2 separate regions of the Muntiacus reevesi genome follow, and region 1 is linked to region 2. A link is a contact called in public Hi-C data. All regions are on one chromosome and are shown on one strand. Each heading gives the region's core, a stretch centred on a gene start, on an enhancer-like site or on the middle of the called end of the contact. The rest is flanking DNA. Distances are from core to core; before and after follow the strand shown.

Region 1 (2,725 bases), core at 167-2,666, 130 kb after region 2:
TGACCAACCTAGACAGCATATTAAAAAGCAGAGACATTACTTTGCCAACAAAGGTCAATCTAGTCAAAGCTCTCATTTTTCCAGTAGTCATGTATAGATGTGAGAGTTGGACTACAAAGAGAACTGAGCATTGAAGAATTGATGCTTTTGAACTGTGGTGGTGAAGACTCTTGAGCATCCCATGGACAGCAAGGAGATCCAACCATTCCATCCTGAAGGAAATCAGTCCTGAATATTCACTGAAAGGACTGATGCTGAAGCTGAAACTCCAATACTTTGGTCACCTGAATGGAAGAGAAGACTCATTGGAAAAGACCCTGATGCTGGGAAAGATTGAAGGTGGGAGGAGAAGGGGACGGCAGAGGATGAGATGGTTGGATGGCATCACCGACTCAATGGACATGAGTTTGAGTAAGCTCCAGGAGTTGGTGATGGACAGGGAAGTCTGGCATACTGCAGTCCATGGGGTCACAAAGAGTTGGACATGATGAGTGACAGAACTGAACTGAACACAATCAAAGGCTTTAGCAGAGTCAACGAAGAAGTAGTTGATATTTTTCTGAAATTTTCTTGCTTTTTCTATGAGCCAATGGATGTTGGCAGTTTGATTTCTGGTTCCTCTGCCTTTTCTAAATCCTGCTTGAGCACCTGGAAGTTCTCCATTCAGGTACTGTTTAAGCCTAGCTTGAAGGATTTTGAGCATTACCTTGCTAGCATGAGAAATAAGCACAATTGTGCAGTAGTTTGAACATTCTTTGGCAATGTCTTCCTTTGGGATTGGAGTGAAAACTGCCCTTTTCCAATTCTGCGGCCACAGCTGAGTTTTCCAAATTTCTTGGCATTTCCAGTGCGGCACTTTATTTAACAGCATCATCTTTTAGACTTTGAAATAGCTCAGTTGGAATTCCATCACCTCCACTAGCTTTGTTGGTAGTGATGCTTCCCAAGGCCCACTTGACTTCGCACCCGAGCATGTCTGGCTCTAGGTGAGTGATCACACCTTTGTGGTTATTTGGGTCATTAAGAGCTCTTCTGTATAGTTCTGTGCATTCTTGCCATCTCTTAATATCTCCTGCTTCTGGGTACCCACAGAGCCAGGTAAACCATACACTCCATGAATGAATGACCACAAGACGAAGAGGTTCATGTTTTCGAATTTTCAGGGCTTGGATAGCAGGAGTCTATCAACGTCTTTGAAATAGAATGTTAATAAAGTTTTGTTACTAGCGCCCACTAAACTACAAGTCCCGGCTTCCTCTTAGACAGTGACGAGTCACGTGGCCGGCTAGGAATCCGGAAGTCTGGCCCGCCTGCCTAATCAGGCCGGAGAAACCTCCAAAGTGGCGCCAGGCTGGCCAATCCTGCGGATGTTTGTTCCAAGCCCGGTCCCGCCTCCGGCGCTGCGCTGACTGGTCGTTAGCGGATACGGCGGCTGCCGGGGCGGTGACAGTGGCTTCCTCCCCGCTCTGCGCCCGGTTCCGCGCCCGTCCCGCGGCTCCGATTGCACCATGGCTCCCAAAGGCGGCCCCAAGCAGCAGTCCGAGGAGGACCTGCTCCTGCAGGATTTCAGCCGCAACCTCTCGGCCAAGTCCTCGGCGCTTTTCTTCGGGAACGCCTTCATCGTGTCCGCCATCCCCATCTGTGAGCGCTTGAAGCGAGACGGGCTGGGCTGGGCTGGGCGGGGACGTGGCAGCGCCGTGCGGGGGGCGAGGCGTGCGCCGGGCCCGCGCTGTCCCCGGCTGCCCCTGGACTGGGGGCTGCACGCAGCCTCTGTGGGCCTCCGGGATCTGTCCGGGATCGTGGTGGGTGGCATCCCAGGAAAGGTACTGTAGCACGTTGTGAAAGTAGGCTAGCCCATTCCCGGGCCTCGGGTCTGCGGATTGTGATTACGGGTTCTGCGATGGCGGCCTCAAATCTGTATTTCAGCTAACCCCCGGGTTAGGATCTTGTGATGCTAACGGGCATATCGCCTGCTCTCCCCCTACCCCCTCGCCCTGTGTAACTATCGTTTGCTGTTACGAGATCTTAAACTTTTTACCTACTTTGGAGAAACTCATGAATTAAGGTTAGAGACATTAACATTCGCACTGAATTATAAGTGTAGCTTTAGAACTGGTTCACACAGAACGTTATTTTCCGAAAGAAGCTGGACCAGTGCCAGAGTCCCAAGCTCCACTGTGGTTAAACTTTTTAATAATTCTGTTAGGGCAATCCTAGAATTCTTACGTGAATGGAAAAACTTTACAGCCTTGGCCAAGGTTGTTTTTAGATTTTAGGAATCCCAAATGTCAATTTCCTCTCTACTACATTGTTGCACTGTTGTTGGGCAAATCCAGATGTCTTTTCCCTCCCGACTTTATAAAACCCAGCGTGCAATTAACATGGTTCGCTGACCGCACTGAGCGTTGCCTCGATTTCAGATAACAGCCACGTCAGCGTGTGAACTCTGGTTTGGGACTGCACGTGGACTTGGAGTTCCTGTGATAGTATCCTGAAGAATGAAATTTGAAGTCTGAATCGTGATTTTGTTGAGCCAAAGTTCTCATTCTAGAAGCAGCAGAAATCTCATCATGGACTAGTTATAGTAAGGTTATGTTTTTCGAGTATTCTGAACTAGAAACACTTGAGGCTTTTTACTGGATATCACACTTATGAAGTTCTTCTTACACTGTATTGGATTCCCTAATCTGGGCTGTATTTTACCAGGTTTAGCTTTAATTATTAA
Region 2 (2,923 bases), core at 294-2,793:
TTGCCTTAAGGCACAATTGGCACAGATTGTGGTATTCCCTCTCCACAGCAAACCGGCCTGTGCCTTCCCCCACGCACGCACTCACACACACACACACACACACACACACACACACACACTAACCACTCCTATCACACCCAATCAAGGCAAAACAGACACGAAACTCAGTTCATTTATACGAGGGCACACACACGCCACAACTTTTCCTATTTTTGCCCTCTGTCCAACTCAGAAATAAAACCGAGAAACAGGCAGAGAACTGGAGGAGTGGTTGGAGTGAGGAAGTCACTAGAACCCAGTTCCTCAATTAGTTTGCATAACAGAAAAAAAAATAAAGATTGGAAGGACACTTCCTCCAGTCCCTCTGCCAGCGACCTACAGCTTCACCATTCACCTCACGATGCCCCCGGGTGATGCCCCGGTTCTCAGGCACTCTGCACCCCACCACCGTCGGGGAAACCGCCCGGATCCCAACTCAGGACTCCGTCTGGGCGTAGAACGACGCTGGGATCCCGGCCGGGGGTCCGAGGGACGCCTCCTGCCGGCCGCGGCGGTTTGCGCAGCTCGGCGCTCGGGATCGCACGAACTGTGCTCGGCGCAGCCGATTCGCGGCCAGATCCCGGGTGCTCACGAGGATCCCACCCCCTCCTGCTCCTATACCCCCGGGCCAGCCTCCTCCCACCCACCCAGCGACCCCCCGCCCCGGCTGCCCTCCCCCTTCCAGAAGCCACTCGCGGCGCCTTAATTTCTTTCCTCGACCGACCTTCCCGAAAAGATTGCCCTGCGAGGCTCGGAGGACCGACCTGAGCAGAGCCGAGGAAACGCAGAGGGCGTTTCTCGGGCTGGCGGGGAGGAAGGCGAGGACTTTAAAGTTAATCTGAAAACAGCTTGCAAACTTCTGGGCTGCAGCCGTAACGCGGGGTCTGCCGGAAGGCTCCCTCAGCCGCCGCGCTCTCCCCCGCGCTGCGCGCCTCAGAACGCCAGGGGTCTGCCCGGCAGGGGCGACCGCATAGACGCGCCCCCGAGCCTCCCTTCCTTAGTGGAAACGCGGAGCCGCCGGCGGCCTCGACTAAACCCACTGTCTTACTCCCATTTATACACCTGCCAGAGACCCGAAGTGACTAGAAGTGTAAATCAATGCCATCCTAATACTGACTGGATCCAAGTGAATTCGGTACAAAAAGGTAGTCTAAACACCAATCACCCCAGATCGGTGAAAGCAGGCAGCAAGGCCGGCACCCCTTTCCGCGACCACCATCCCAGCGAGGGTTCCTCACCGGCCCCTCAGAACCGAGTCCTTTACCTGAAACGGGCTGTCTGAGAGAACGGACCACAGGCGCTGAGCCGGACGACGCCGGGTCGCAGGCAGTGTTCGCGCCGCCGGCTGGGCGCGGAGGGTGGGCTCCGGCGTCTAGGAGTCATAGGCTCGCGAAGCGGCGAGTGGCACTCGGGCCATTCTGCCGCGGGGAGCGCAGAGAGCCGCGACTGCACTCCCGAACCAGCTCGCTCGCCTGTCACCTCGAGCTCTGCTTTAAAGTGGCTTCCGGTCGCCTCCTCTCAGCAGCCCTGTCGCGGAGGCGGAGCCTGAGCGGCAGGGGGTGGGGTGGGGGGAGGGGACCGGGAGCTCAGTGGGTGCCGGGAAGGCGGCCCGCCCCGCGTGCGCGTGCGCGCGCGCTCGCGAGGAGGCGCGCGCGAGGTGTGCGTGCGGCGCCGCGTGCTCCCTGGAGGAGGCGTGTCCTCTCGCCGCCTGCTGTGGCCTGGAGGGTCCGCGTCTACACGCGTCTAGGGTCGAGCAGCTGTGAGGAGGCGAGGCGCGCGCCGCGTGGGTGGGGCGAGCTCCACCTGCCTGCGGACAGATGGAGGGTCACTTTGTTCGGAGGAAACACGAGGGAGGATGTGAAACAGAACAACCCGTTTTTGTGCGGTTGGCTTTGTTTATTTGCCTCCTCACCAGAGGCCTCCTGCCGCTGAAGCCGCCGACCCCGAGAGGAGGTTACCGGCTGCTATGGCTGCTGCGGCCAGACGAGGTCGCCCGCCCCGTTCCGGACGGGCGGGCCCGCACCGCACCGGGGCGAGCGCTTGCCCGACCTGGTTGCAGGCATACCGGTTTCACGGGAAACATTTGCAGCATTGCAGGAAAGAAACTTTGTTTTGGGGTGTTGAGGTATAAGCACGTTTATGTGTCTTTTAAAGGCTACAAACACCGTGATGACTTGTTTTTTCATTCAACAAATATTTTTCGAGTGCGGATTGCATGCTGAGGGCGAAGTGGAGACTACAGTCCTGATCAGCCCAGACACCTTCCCTGTCCTCATGGAGCTTTCGTAGCACCATGTACTCGCCTCTAAAATATTTGGCGTGTGTCCCGAATTTGCAAAATTTTCTGGATTGTAAAACATCCTGGATGGTGAATCAATCTATTGAATATTTCTTCAGCGGTGGAGGAAGAAGTACTATTCATATAATCACTATATATGGAGAAAGTAGACCCTGGTTAAAATCAAGGAAAATTAATCATGACTGTATCCCCATTAGCTGGTAGAAAACGAACACAGCTCCCAAAGAGTTGCTCTCCTGCGACCTGAAATCTAAAGCGACTTAATTCCTTAGCTTGGAGCCATTATGGACTGAAAAAGTCAGTGTTAATATAACCTTATCAAGCTTATTAAAATATAAGAAGGGATAATAATAAATATTATGGTTCCAAGCCTTACTTAAACTGTTCTAAACCAAACTGAGTGACACCAGCAAAGAAAGATTAAGGGTAGTATCTCCCCTAGCACCCTGGGTTTCCTAGGTGGCTCAGTGGCAAAGAATCTGCCTGCCACTACAGGAGACACGCGTTCTAACCCCTGAGTAAGGAAGGTCGCCTCGAGAAAGAAATGGCAACCCACTCCAGTATTCTTGCCTGGGAAGTCCCATA

What was found. A called contact is a pair of places that touch in the nucleus more often than the background predicts.
Region 1: a Hi-C map of muscle shows a contact between it and region 2, with 4 times the contacts expected there. The contact joins the promoter of SSR3 here to the promoter of TIPARP in region 2. A contact is called at or near these places in 2 of 3 Hi-C or Micro-C datasets (blood and muscle).

Annotation. Positions count from the first base shown.
Region 1 is chr8:86,583,138-86,585,862 of mMunRee1.1, forward strand. It overlaps SSR3 (signal sequence receptor subunit 3), which reads left to right and starts at 1,417. Exons shown (of 5, transcript XM_065942989.1): 1 at 1,417-1,641. The coding sequence starts at 1,509.
Region 2 is chr8:86,452,276-86,455,198 of mMunRee1.1, forward strand. It overlaps TIPARP (TCDD inducible poly(ADP-ribose) polymerase), which reads right to left and starts at 1,544. Exons shown (of 6, transcript XM_065942655.1): 1 at 1,304-1,544.